3 separate regions of the Zea mays genome follow, and all the other regions are linked to region 1. The links are chromatin contacts, called in public Hi-C maps. All regions are on one chromosome and are shown on one strand. Each heading gives the region's core, a stretch centred on a gene start, on an enhancer-like site or on the middle of the called end of the contact. The rest is flanking DNA. Distances are from core to core; before and after follow the strand shown. Region 1 holds the start of LOC100281445. Region 2 holds the start of LOC103644258 (scarecrow-like protein 30). Region 3 holds the start of LOC100216670 (Ras-related protein RABA2c).

What was found. A called contact is a pair of places that touch in the nucleus more often than the background predicts.
Region 2: a contact with region 1 is called in a Hi-C map of bundle sheath, with 2.1 times the contacts expected there. The contact joins the promoter of LOC103644258 here to the promoter of LOC100281445 in region 1. A contact is called at or near these places in 5 of 25 Hi-C or Micro-C datasets (bundle sheath, ear, leaf and 2 more).
Region 3: a Hi-C map of ear shows a contact between it and region 1, with 2.5 times the contacts expected there. The contact joins the promoter of LOC100216670 here to the promoter of LOC100281445 in region 1. A contact is called at or near these places in 7 of 25 Hi-C or Micro-C datasets (ear, endosperm, leaf and 2 more).

Annotation. Positions count from the first base shown.
Region 1 is chr1:300,932,346-300,937,136 of Zm-B73-REFERENCE-NAM-5.0, forward strand. LOC100281445 reads right to left here and starts at 1,957. Exons shown (of 1, transcript NM_001154363.2): 1 at 1-1,957. The coding sequence starts at 1,861.
Region 2 is chr1:300,691,041-300,695,831 of Zm-B73-REFERENCE-NAM-5.0, forward strand. It overlaps LOC103644258 (scarecrow-like protein 30), which reads left to right and starts at 2,193. Exons shown (of 2, transcript XM_008667465.4): 1 at 2,193-2,725; 2 at 2,816-4,791. The coding sequence starts at 3,002.
Region 3 is chr1:301,095,571-301,100,361 of Zm-B73-REFERENCE-NAM-5.0, forward strand. LOC100216670 (Ras-related protein RABA2c) reads right to left here and starts at 2,275. Exons shown (of 3, transcript NM_001143079.1): 1 at 2,129-2,275; 2 at 1,803-2,005. The coding sequence starts at 1,967. LOC100280558 reads right to left here. Exons shown (of 2, transcript NM_001153477.1): 2 at 3,309-3,545.

The sequences.
Region 1 (4,791 bases), core at 707-3,206:
GCACCGGCGCTGCGCCTTCCAGCATCTGCACCGCCTGCCTCATGCTCGGCCGGCACCGGGGGTCAGGGTGCGAACAGAGCAGGCCGAGTTTGAGCACCAGCTCGACGTCGGCCTCGTCGCACTTGCCGATCCTTTTGTCCCTGGCTTCCACGATCCTCCCGGCCTTCCAGCACTCGAGGACGAGGTCGACGAGCCCGGGCGAATCAAGGTCGTCGTCGCGCTCCATGGGCCGCCGCCCGCACGCCACCTCGAGCAGGAAGGCGCCGAACGCGAACACGTCGGTGCTTGTGGTGGCCTTCCCCGTCTTGCTCATCTCCGGCGCGAGGTACCCCAGCGTCCCGATGACGTGCGTCGTCTGCGGGTTGCTGCCGTGGTCGTACAGCCGCGCGAGGCCGAAGTCGCTGAGCTTGCCGTTCATGTCGGCGTCGAGGAGCACGTTGGCGGACTTGATGTCGCGGTGCACCACCACCTGCTCCCATCCCTCGTGCAGGTACAGCAGCCCGGCGGCGACGTCGCGGACGATCTTGCCGCGCTGCTCCCAGCTCAGCGCCGGCTTGCCGGCGTCGAACAGGTGCCTGTCGAGGCTGCCGTTGACCATGTAGTCGTAGACGAGTACCAGCTCGCCCCGCCGCCGGCAGTACCCGAGGAGCTGCACCAGGTTGCGGTGGCGCAGCCGGCTCATGCTCGCGATCTCGGACACGAACTCGCGCAGCCCTTGCCGGGAGTCGTGGGACACCTTCTTGACGGCAACCTCGGCGTTCACCGGCCGCTGTAGCACGCCGTGGTACACGCGGCCGAAGCCGCCTTGGCCGATGGCGTCGCGGAACCCCCTCGTGGCCGCGTGCAGGTCCTTGTAGCTGATCCGGTGAGGCCCGTACTGTATCTCCCAGTCCTCTTGCTCCTCGGCGAACCGCCGGTGCCTGACCACGAGAGCTGCGACTGCCACCGACGCTAAGAGGAGTGCCACGACGACAACGAGGGACAGCGTGACCAAGTTTAGCCGCGACGTCTTCTTCTTGGACGATGGGACCGGCGGCAGCTTCGAGGCGTCGAGGTCCGTCGCGCGTCCGTCGCCTAGGCGGAAACTCCAGCCAAGAACGTAGTGAGAGGTGGAGGCCGCGCCGTTCGCCGCCGTGAACCCGACGTACGTGTCGTCGGCCACGGCCGACGAGAGGTTGACGATGGAAGACACGAGCGGGACAGCCGGCCTGGGCTTGCGCGCCGGCGCCACCGTCACCTCCAGGCGCATGCTCGCGCCGTCGTACTCGACCCACGCCTGCAGGGGCTCCCCGCTGACCAGGCTGATGTTGACTAGGCTGCCGGCGTCGACGTACGCCGCCGGCGCTGAGCTCACGGACACCAGGCTGTTGACGTCGATGCCGACGTGGTTGTCGTTGATGTCGCTAAACTCCTCGTCCTTGGCCGTGTCGAGCTCGACGGCGACGACCCCGCTCCTGGCCTTCCCCGTGTCGTCGGACGTGTTGAACAGGCCGAGGTTCTTCCCGGCCACCGCGCCGGGCACGGTCGGCGACGGCGCCAGCGCGAAGGCGATCCCGTGGCCGTGCGCGTCGTCGTGCCGCGGCACCATGGCGAACACGAAGGTGGTGGAGAAGGAGCGCGGCGTGGAGGAGGCGTCCTTGAAGCGGAGCGGCACGGGGTAGAAGCCGTGCCCGAACACCTCGTTGGTCGCGTTGGTGAGCTGCAGGAGGCCGGAGGAGGTGACGACGGCCGCGCCGCTGGTCGTGACGTTGCCGCTCGCGAAGCCACTGAGCACGAACTCCCCGGGCGCCGATCCGGATCCGCCTCGGGCGAGGAGGAGCAGGACGGCGGCCACCCGCACGGCGAGAGCGGCCGCTGGCATGGTGTGGAACGAGGGAGGCAGTGACCTGGACTGGCTGGCAGCGATGAGCGGAGCCGCAGCCCGCACCGCAGGTGTGCGTTTGCTTATCTCAGGTCAGTGACCTGGACTGGCTGGCTACTCGTTGCCTGCTGCCGGTGCCGGATAACTGGTGTAAGGTAATGGGATTGGTCTGCTGGTGGCGTCGTCGTCATCGTTGCGGTCTCCATCTCGATCAACCTCAGCTGGTGGTCCGCGTCGCGTGTGGCGAGACGGTCGTCGAAGTGGACGGCGCCGGGACCGGGGTTGGCTACTGCTGCTCGCGGGTGGCTTGACAAGGATGGATGGCATGGTGGGGCTACTCACGACAAGTCTAGGCTGGAGAAGTTTGGATTGGAATTTTAGAATTCCAACTTTGTGTGCGTGTGTGTGTGGATGCCAACTGCTGAGTCAGCAGTGTTCAAACGACGAGGCGCTCAGAGCATCTTCAAAAGCTCCTCCTCTAAATCCAGTTTTTTTTTGAAAAACACAAAAAAAATGTCTCCAATAGTTTCCTAAAACGCTCCTAACTTTTTCATATCCCTTAAAACTCTCTTATAGCTATAAATAAGAGGTTTTTTTGCTCTCTAGAAATAATATGCCGTTTTAAGGGGAAATGATTAAAATTTATCTTACTAATTATTTACATGTATCTTAAAATTGATTTTGAGGAGTCGTTTCTAGGGATGCTCTTAGGCCAGGCCGGTGCTCACTATCCTTAGTACCGACCAGGACCCTACGGTCGATAGCTGTCCGTACAGCCTCGCGATGGTCGGTATCCACCGACCGTCGACTGCCACATATCTTTTTTTAATTGGTCTATGTCATTTTATGAATTATGCAACTTTCATTTTTACATATTACATATTTTATGTTTGACAAATTATGTAGATTTTATTTATGATTTATAAACTATTTAATTTGTATTTACTTTTATGAACTATATTTTTTAATATTGCTTAGTTATATATCTAGATGTAATTGTATTTTAGTAAAATGTGTTTCATTTCAAATAAGAGTATGTAAAAAGGTTGATGTAGCGCTAAGGTGACTATAGGCTAATAGTAAAGGTTGTGCACTATTACTATGAACTTGCGGACAATGATAGATATAGATTGAGCGATAGCTGATGTGGCGGTAGATATAGACTAGTGGCATTAGATCCGATCTTATATTGCTAGAGATACACATAAACCTCACGGTCATCGGTGGCAAATTAAGTTACTACCAGTAAAATGCCAACTGGAGAAGGTACTCGTTGTGGTGCCATTCTTGCGCCATCCTCGATGTCAAAGAAATAATTTCTTGCGTTGAGGATTTCGACATCATTACTACCTGCTCCCACACCATCCCATGCGGTTGCATCTCCTTCATCCTCTCGACCACTGGTCGCTTCATGATGGTGGTGCCCTCTTCACCGCCTCCCCATCCGGCCATGTTCCCATGCCGATGCTGGACCGCTCCACCACATATCCATAGCCTCCGGCTATCCACCGCACTTTAAGTCGGACGATGGAGGGAGCGCAACAGGCGGGCCACACCAGCTATTTCTTTTGGAAAAAACTACTTTCGGGTTCGAGCCCTTTGGTTTAGCTTTTGATTTTTAGGGGTAAAAGCCAAACCAAACACACCCTAAATCATTTACTTAGTTTACGATACAGATGGCGGTGAGCTTATCATGTTATTTTATGGTGATAAACAACTATGTGTGATGATGAGTTGCTATGGAATGATATAAACGATTAGTTTATTTTTAGTAAACGACGAAGTAGTTGGATCTACTGGAGAGCCAGAATTTATTCAAACCTGGACAAATTAAAAAGATTAAATAATATAATAAAAATGATCATAGGAAGTATTTATTAATCACCTATAAATGTGTTACTGATATTTAACACGAGGTAGACTTATCTTCGAGTTTTTTATGCTCTGAAACCGCCATGTTATGATAATATTATCAAGTATTTTAAATAATTTTCACTTAGTGTATCACATCATCAAGTGATTGAACCATTCATCTGAAATCTTGTTGTGCATTCACCCTTAATTTAGTTTCATTATAGAGAAAACTCTTTCAACCAATGCTGTTGAAAATGACAGTAATAATGTCAATTTCTCCCCCACTTAGTCATCGGTGAATGTGAATTTTTATGCATTAATAACTTAATTAGTAACTTAGTTAGTAATGTAGTTCATAGCTTAGTTATTACATAACTAGTTAAGTAGTTAGTGACCTCTTAGTTAACTAGTCAGTAGTAGGTAATTACTTTGATAGTTAGTAGTTAGATAGCTACCCAATTAATAGCGGTCACTAAAACGATACTTCCAATAGCTATGCTGCCAACAATGATATATTCTTAATTTTAGGCAGACAAATACAAGGTTCAAGTGAAAAAAGATGCACTTACATTGTTCTTGTTACCACACTCAAACTCAAGCAAACCTCCACGTGCAAGGATAACTAGATCTCCACAATCACGTACACAAAGAGAGTTATCAAGTCGTTCGTTGGCAAAAACCAAACACATGATTATAAATGTAACCGATCTGCCTAAACAACTTTGCTTATACACCAAAATCAAAATTATCTACCTAGGGTTGCAAATTTCACATAACATAAGCTAACTCAACACATATAAAATGAGGAAGAGATGAAGGATACCTTGCTTTGAAAGGTCTAAGGATCAAATCCAAGCTTCCAAGGTTGAATCAATAGATTAGAGAAGGCTGGAAGAATTGGGGACAGGGAGAGGGAGAAAGATGAGAAATAAATGAGGTTCGCCCCGGCTAGTGAACTGATGTTGATTAAATTAGAGCATGACGTCACGAGCTATGACATTGAGGTACTGCCACGTCAGAGCCACAATAACGTTCACTCTATTTATAACATAATACCTCGGTGCTTTGACCTATAA
Region 2 (4,791 bases), core at 943-3,442, 240 kb before region 1:
TGCTTTCTAGATTCCCGAGAAGCCACACATATCTCCGAGGGATCCAATTACAAACAAATTCAGTAAAGATTTCTAAAAAATATCCTAGCGCTTTAGTTTCATTTAAGATTGAGGAATAAGCACACACATTTTCTTTCCATAGATTCATAATCCCCTTCAAACAATTTAAATCTGTTACACAGATATATGGCTGTTTTTATACAAGAAACATTATATGTAAATGAGTTTAAGAAACCTCTAACTATGCTTGAGGACAATTCCCTGTGTCTTGCTCTAGATTACATGCGCTTGGTCGGTTGTCTATTGAAGGAAAGATGTTTTAATGGCTAGACATGAGAGTTATTTGAGCCTTGGAGGTAGATTGGTGCTTATCAACTCTAGATTGAGTAATCTAATGGTTTATGATATACTCCCTCCGTCTCAGGATATAAGACGTAATCACTTTTTATTCTTGTCCCACAATATAAGACGTGCTCTCTCTATGCATACGTATATCGATGCAGTGGTATAGAGACAATTAAATGCATTTTTTTGGTCTTTGAACCAGATGTGGTTACGCCTTATATACTGGGACGGAGGGAGTATTCAATAAAAAATGTACCATTCAACTTTTGCAGAATTAGATAACTAGTTCATTTAGATGCCATGACATCCAAATGAACTAGTTGTCTGGTTTTGCAAAAGTTAAATGACATTTATACAATTAATCCTTTTTGATATGGCGATATGCCTTTTACCTTCGACATCTATTGGAAAGATGGATAGTGCTAGAAAGCGTTTTTTTTGGAAGAGGGAAATATCATTTGATTAGATGGACTAAGATCACTAAACCTAGCTAAGAAAAAAAAGATTAATTACATACTTGTCACCCTGTTTTTATAAAATTAGATAGGTAATTCATTTTGATGTCATTGAGCGACATGAAAATAAACTACTTTATAACTCTTTAAATTTGGAGTGGCATACTTCTAATTAACCCCAAACCAGATATATTTACTTAAGCAGCAGGTCTACGGTGTCGGCCAATGAAAAATCCACCATTTTTTTGGCATACTAGATGGTGTGGCTATAGGTTACTTTAAAGACACACTTTTCTCATTTTTTTTAAAAAAAACGAGGACCGTGATTGTTCAGTTGAAGCCATGAAATATAAAAACTAGAGCCTCATTTTTAGGAGATGGCTACGTGAAGATTTACAGAGTCAGCTTAGAAGATTGCAAGATATCGTTCTAAAAAATAACGATGGCCAGTTGGTAATTGCGAGTGAGATAAATCTGGAAATTTCCCTAAGAAACTGTTTTGTATGGGCAAAGTTTTAATATAATCTAAAAAGGCAAAACAACCGTGGAGTGAAGGTCTTCACGTGGTTGGTATTACAAGATAGAAGATACCCTCTTCGTTTTTTTTATTTATCACGTTTTAGTTTAAAATTAAACTAGCAGATGATAAATATTCAAGAACGAAGGTAGTACTTACTATTCTCTCTAAAGATAATCTCTGTACGAACAGTACATGAAATTATGTTGCTGCAGGCGTTATGGTGTTATTGTTTCATTGCACCTTATTTAATTGAAGGCTGAGTTTGAATCTTAGTCGTTGACTCTAAGGTTCATACTAATCTAATCAGTAGAACACACATACTTTTATGTTTTATTAAATAAAATCTATTTATATAATATATAGAAATAGTAGCAGTGTATTATTTCATCATGACAAGGCCACAAAGGTGAATCAAGCGCCTCACGTTTTTTTAAGGAATCAGCAAGCGCCTGTGTGGTAGGTTGCAGCAAGCGGCTGAGCCAAAGCGGGTCATGAATCACTGGGCCGCTTGTGCTCGGCTCCTCTCGGCTTTGTTTCGTGGGCCAGAAGACCGGACCACGGGCCGACAGAAGTGTCGCGGTACCGGCCAGGCGGCCAGTTTCGTTCCGTTTCGTACTTCGGCCGTGGATCACGTTCACCTGGTTCTGTGGTCAACTTCTCGGGTAGGCATCCGAGTGACCGCGTCCCCTGGAGTTCAGCTCACACGGTCACACCTCACACCACTCACCCTGATCTGTGGCCCCAACCGGAAACTGTCACGATCGACGCGACGCGACTCGCGCCGAGTCGGTACCACGCATCGTATTCGTAGAGGGAAAAAAAAATCAACTAGGAGTAGGAGGGAAGCCCCTTCCCTACCATGACGTCTGGCCACTGACGTGCGGGGTAGACTCAGACTGACCCCGCACGTCAGTGCCCCATATCCCTGTCCATGCAGCTGCGCCAGGCGGCAAACCAACCAGCTCTCGTGCGCAGAAAATCCCGCGCCGTTCCCCACGCGTCACCGTGGTGCGCCGCCCCCTTCCTCTCCCGCTCCCCTCCACCTCGACTACCAAAACACTGATCCGGTCGCTGATTCGCTGGTGCTGCTGCAGTTTAGGCTAAACAAATCACCCAGTTGACGAAGAGGGAGCTGCTGCCGCGGTCCTGGCCCAGCTCGAGAGAAGTCTTTTGGTCTTGGCCTCTTGCTGCCGCTGCCCCCCAATCGGCGCCGCTTTGCTTCCTGGTTTCCGCAAGGTTCCACACATCAGCATCCGAGACTTGGGATGGAAGGCACGGCGTCTTCTTGGAGCCGCGACTAGGGTGGGAAGGAAAGTTACTTGCTGCCGTCTTCGCGGTCTTTGCGCAGGCAGGGTAGAGCCGGAGATCAGAGATCTTGATGCAGACAAGTCCTTCGGCGTGCAGGGTAAATATCGCCTCCTTTTTCTTCAGATATATATGCTTGTCGGCGAAGTCCTTCGGCGTTCCGATCATCAACTTTTCTTCCAATTTGTAGTTCTCTCTAAGCGGAATCCTTGTGTTCTTGAGAGAGAGAGAGAGAGAGAGAGAGAGAGAGAGAGAGAGAGAGAGAGACTCAGAAAGGTAGCGCAGAGGTGAGATTTGTAACCTGTAATAAGTGACTTGTGGCGCTGAAGATCGAAAGTCAGAGAAATCTTGTGGATACAAGCTCCACCTCCAAGGAATGATAATGGACCCTCGTCCTCGTGACGATCCCAACCTCGGTGCTCGATTGCCCACCCCAAATCCACCCGCACCTCACATGATTAGCTTCTCCCTCCAGCAGCCACAGCTTCAGTTCTTCCCTTCGTATGGATTCCACGGCCACAGCCACAGCTCTCCTGTCAGCTCGCATCCATCTCCACCCTCGGCCATGCCTGGCTGCACCACGCCAAGCCCGGCATCGACAACCACAACCGAGCCAGACAGCGTCGAGGATTTTTCCGAGACTGTTGCTGACGACGCGGTCCTAGCATACATCAACCAGTTCCTTCTTGAAGACGAGGACGAGGAATCCTATCCTATTACCAGCGCGCCTGTGGAGGATTCAGCACTCCTCGCCGCCGTCGAGAAACCATTCGTCGACATCCTCGAGTCTGCCAAGCCTATCGCAGCACAGGGCTATGAAGTAAAGTCTTGGATCACTGATGACTGTGATTCTACAGGAAGCGGAAGGTTTCGCGATGTGGTCACAAGTAGTCTGCCTCGTGAAATGGTGCGGGAGGGTTTAGTTGGTGCTGCTCATAAGGGTCAGAAGAACCCGCGTGACGAGGACATGGAGATGGAGGGGAGGAAGAGCAAACAGTCGGCACTGTGTGACGAAGAGACTGTCCGGGAGATGTTTGACAAGGTGCTGTTGTGTACCGACAAGAACTGTGAGTTCCACTCACCAATGCCAGCCGATGCACAGATCAGCGGGGGATATGTGAAAGGATCTAGAAATAAGCGAGGGCGAAGGAAGGGGAGATCAGGTTCTGGTGCAGAGGAGGAGCCAGTTGATCTCACAACCCTACTCATACATTGTGCTCAGGCCGCGGCTATCGACGACCACAGGAACTCAAGCGAGCTGCTGAAACAGATCAGGAAGCATTCCTCTGCTACTGGAGATGCTGGCCAGAGATTGGCACACTACTTCGCCGATGGGCTGGAGGCTCGCCTAGCTGGCTCTGGCAGCAGCATCTACCGTTCGCTTGCTGCAAAGAGAACTTCCACTGGTGATATACTGAAGGCGTTCAGTTTGTATGTCAAAGCATGTCCGTTTAGGATACTATCACACTATGTCGCAAACACGACCATCTTAAACGCTACGAAGAGCGCCACAAGGCTGCACATCATAGACTACGGGATAATGTATGGTTTCCAGTGGCCAGTCCTCATGCAGCGGCTCTCAAAGAGACCTGGTGGCCCCCCGTACCTTCGGATCACTGGTATAGACTTTCCCCTGTCAGGATTCCGCCCTGCAGAGCGTGTTGAGGCGACAGGGCGGCGGTTGCATGAGTATGCCCGTATGTTCAATGTCCCATTTGAATACCAAGCCATTGCTGCCAAGTGGGATACTATCCAAGTTAAAGATCTCAACATGAAGAGCGATGAGTTCGTCGTCGTTAACTGCCTCTACCGGATGAGGAACATGATGGACGAGACGGTGACGGATGACAGCCCGAGAACGCGGGTTTTGAACACAATCAGAAAGCTGAATCCCCATCTGTTCGTTCATGGGATCGTCAATGGTACTTACAATGCACCCTTCTTCGTGACGCGGTTTAAGGAGGCTATGTTCTTCTTCTCTTCGATCTTTGATATGCTCGAAGCGAATGCCTTACGGATGGATGAGCATAGGCTGCTGATAGAGAGAGAGTTCTTTGGCCGGGAAGCTGTCAATGTGATTGCCTGTGAGGGCACAGAGAGGATTGAAAGGCCAGAGACCTACAAACAATGGCAGATGAGAAACCTCAGGGCAGGCTTCCGGCAGTT
Region 3 (4,791 bases), core at 1,025-3,524, 160 kb after region 1:
TTTTTGGGGGTTTTTTGTCGAACACGCAGGAGAGCTGTGTATCATTGTATTAAGAAATGGGGGAAAGACCCCGGAACAAACATTACATAGAGAAAACACCAACACAGAACACACAAACACGCACACAAGAAAACCCCACCCAGCCAGAGCAGGGGCAGAGCGCCTGTCAGGTGGCAGACACCCCAACACTAACGACAAAGAAACTATCCCACACGGCTTTGAGCTTGGAGGAAGGAAACCCCCTTAGCTCCAGCCAAGAACCACAGAAGAGCTTCCTCCCTGGCCAACCGAACGGCTTCTGGGCTTTTTTGTTTTTATTTTTCTGATTTTTGTTTCACTGGTTCTTTTCCGTTTTAGGCATAATAACCAATTACATGCTCTGATGGAATTCTTTGACCAGAGCCAAAAATTTTCTTTAGTCACCACAAGTCCAAATCTGAGTCAGACGGCTGCACCCCACGCCGCATGTATATGGCATATAAGTACCTCTGTTGGAGCAATACACCCAAAACTTAGCTCACCTAGATGTAGCAGCAGGGTTCCTTCATCTTCATGCTCGCGTGCACATGTATCATACGAGGTGCTCCGTGCTCGCACATCCTGCAGGCGAAGTTGTTGTGCTGCTTGGTGATGCTGCCGACGAGCGGCGCGAGCAGCCAAGCACCCTCCCTCATGACAATGAACGATGCAATAAGGTTGCACTTCACCAGCTGACCGGCGAACATCAGTTTGTCGTACCCATAAGTCTGCATCTGTGAAACCCCGAGCTTGCTCCAGTTCAAGACATGCACAGATAGTTGAAGATCATCAAGAACGGGTTGTGGCCTCCGGTACAGCCTTCAGCTCGACTTAGGCACTCCTCGGCCATCCGATGCTTGGCCTCCGGACCATGCAGATGAGCCGGCCACCTTCTCCGCTGACGCCCGCACCTTCACGGGAAAGATGGCTTTGCCATAGTAGCCCGGCTCCAGCTTTAGCGTGTGGGATAAGCTGGCGAAGGAGCAGATCCTAGTGTCGGCATCGACGGGGCATGGATAAATTTTAAATAGATAGGACATGACCTCATGGGCACGCCAGCTGAGAGCAGCACGCTGATCACTCGATCGGCATCACATAAGGCCCAGTTTACACTGCACAGCAGTAGACTTCTCTTTTTAAAAGTTGTTTATCTAATTTGTTGGTTAATTATCAATATGATGAATCGATTTACGAATGACAGTAAAGGTAAATTAAGTAAAGATAAGCATAGCTGCTCCTACTTGGGTACTTCACCCCACCTTAGTTAATGTAGCACTGCCCATTGTTGGCCAGCGCGGTGTCGTCGCAACCTGCAGGTGCTCTTGAGCTGTTGGACTTGTCATGCCCTCGAGATCCCCCAGGATGGCATCCCGGTTCCAGAATTTGACGTCATTACTGCTGCTAGTGCTACCCTTGCCTTAACCACTATGGTGTCGTGAGACGAGCCCATAAAGTTGTCATGTTTTATATTACATTCTATACAACGACATACATCGTATGTCCCAAACTATAGGTTGTTTTGGCTTTTCTAGATACATCAAGCATCTAGCCACATAATATGCCGTGTTCATTCCAGCTAAGCAGGTTTTTTTGGTGATACTAGTGGAAAATGTGTGGTTAAAACTTTTGTAATTTTAGTTGATTCCAAACAATGAAATTCGGATTCGTCCGTTGTGGAAAAGGATACACTATTTGTCTAGTTACATAACAGAAGTTGTGTATTTACAAATGTCAAAACGACTTATAAACTAGAACGTTCTTCAAATCATTGCGGGTGGGTTTACCTGCAGGGTGCGGGTGGCGAACTCGACGCCGATGGTGGACTTGGACTCGAGGCAGAACTCGTTGCGGGTGAATCGGGAGAGGATGTTGGACTTGCCGACGCCGGAGTCGCCGATGAGCACGATCTTGAAGAGGTAGTCGTACTCGTTGTCCATACGGTGCGCCATCGCCGGGCGACCGCCGCCCGCCGCCGCGGATCCTGCTCCTGCAGCAGTCACACGCCACCGAGATCCACACAGTAAGAAGCCGTGGCGATGACGCGCCGCAGCGCGGATCGGTCGGGTCGCGGAATGGGGGGAGGGGCTGCGGCGATTCGCGCGTTGCGTACCTCGGATTCGACCGGAGGCTCGTGGAGGGATCGGAGGCCGATGGAGGTGGCTGCGACGGGCCGACGATGACGAGAGACGGAGAGGGGGTACGATAGGCGAATGGAACGGAAACGGAAGGGGACGCGGGCGTAAACAGCGCAGCACGGTGAGGGGAAGGGGAAGCGGAAGGTTCGTGACTTGGTGTTCGCTCGTTTATACTGTGCGCTCCCAACGGCCGATTCGAACACCTCCGTTGTCGTCAGACAAAATAAAGTTCAAATAAAACTACGAGCCCTTGTGTCATAATTTTGGAGCTTTGGTGTTTTTTGACGCGTAAAAGCATCACCACGTTCTCTGTCGGGTGAGGATGATTCCACAGTCTGAGAATAGAAAATGGTAGACAAATAAATAAAAGAATTCTCACATGTTTGCATGTTACTAGCGGTTTGAACCACCGTACCTGTACTTAAAATTTTTGTTGTTGTTGTTGTAAAAGACAAGATCTGCATGCTAGTGGTTGGTACAATGGTGGTTGACGAGGTCGTGCATGCGACCCAAAACCATGTGCCACTCGCAATTTTTTTAGAACAGTATTACTTTCAACTCTGAAATGGTCCAGCTTTCTAGTTGAACTGCAACTTCAACAGTTTGGGCAGATTTGAGCCGTCCGTTTGACCATGGCCGTGGATGGGGATGTTATGTTACCCTTGCTTTGCCTCTTCTAGACGCACGTACAATCTGTGGCCCAGAAGTATGTACTTGCCCTGAAAAGCCCGACATGAATAACCTGCAGAAAGTTGATTGTGATTTGCCCTGAGGGCCGACGAGAATTACCTGCAAAAAAAACATCTGAAAATCTGCAAGCAAACTGCATCACTTTATTTGCTCCAGCATCGCCCCAATAGCTTGCAACCGTACGCATCCCGCATCCCTGCTTAAAGAGTCCATAACATCCTCGTACCTTTCAGACACTACTCCGAACAACGAAAAATTCAGACGCTAGCAATCCTCTGGTTCAGTAACACAAGCCACAGCCTACACATCTTAAGGCTTACTCGGTTACGTCTCGATCGAAGGGGATTAGAGGGAATTAAATCCTTCGCTAGTCAAAATTAAATAGAACGTAACCTTCCTCAATCCCCTTCGATCTAGACACAACCGAACAAGCCCTTAAAAAGCATTTTCAAGGAATTTGGTAACTGAAACCAAACAGCGGAACTTGATTCTAGATAAAAGCATTGGGAAACTATGCCCTCAGTCGTTGTGTAGGGCCAATGCAAGTCGCACCATACAACGATCTAGAGACATATCGGTTGTCAGATCTTGTTGAGCAAGAGGATCCAATGCTATCGTCTGGGGAGTGGAGACCAGCAGACCCAAAACACAGGGCAGTTTAATTATTAACCTGCTGAACTGTAATGAAAGTCTTCTGATGCCCTACAAGATAAGCACAGGTAAAATAACTTAGGGCTCACATTATACCATCAGCTAGACTGAGCCCTTCAAATATTAGGGGCCGAACAACAAAACCAGATCACAAAAACAACTCATGCTACCCTATACATAATTTTTTTTTTCGTGAACGCGCAGGAGAGCTGCGCATCATTAAATTAAGAGAAGAAACAGTCCAAAATGGACCAAAGTACAATGGCACAAAAGGCCAAACACAAGACCACCAAAACCTGACCAAACACAAGACCACTAATACATGCTACGCACAGGAATGCAGCTGCCCTCTGCACAGGACAGCAGCACAAGTGTCAGCAGGCCGCACACCCACACAACTTCTCTTCACTAAGCCCCCAATAGAACCCTTGATCTGAAAATTGCAGCACCAGGACCCAAAGCCTCAAGATGTCTAGCACCGGCAAGCCTCCAACACTCAAACTCATCCAGAAAAACTGATTTTATTCCCTGAAAAGAAGGCCTGACGTCATCAAAAACCGCCTTATTACGATGCAGCCATAAACACCAAGCCCCCAAGATGATGATACTGTTAAAGCCTCTTCTTTTGGATTTGTGCACTTGCTTACACACCTTCTCCCACCAGTCAGCAAAATTGGACTCATTAGAGGCAGGAGAAAGATTAGCCAGCCCCAAGGAAGAGAGAATGTAGAACCAAAATTGCCGCGCAAAAATGCAAGTGCAAAGGAGGTGTTGGATATTCTCCGAATCTTGATCACATAAAGGACAAACCTCAGGATAAGCCAACCCTCTTTTCTGCAGTCTATCAGCTGTCCAACATTTATTTCTTATTGCCAACCAAAGAAAAAATTTGCATTTGGGTGGAGCCCAAGTCTTCCATAACCTCTTCCATGGTTCGAAGGTAATCGAACCCATGAAAAATGCCCTATAACACGACTTCGAAGAGAACTGACCAGAGGAAGAATGAATCCACACATGTCGATCCGCCTCCTGAGTGAGCACCACTCCCCTTAAAGCATCCCAAAGGCTAAGATATTGCTGCAGCCCAAGCAAACTAAGAGGGGTCTCAATGTCACTGATCCACTGCCAATTCTGAAGAGCATGGGCCACCGATCTAGAAGAAATAGCTCGTTTCCCAACATTAGCCACAACAGCAGGGGCAAAATCTTGGATACAAGACCCATCCAACCACCGATCTGTCCAAAATAAAGTATTATGCCCATTACCAACCAGAGAAACAATAGAAGCAGTAAAGAAT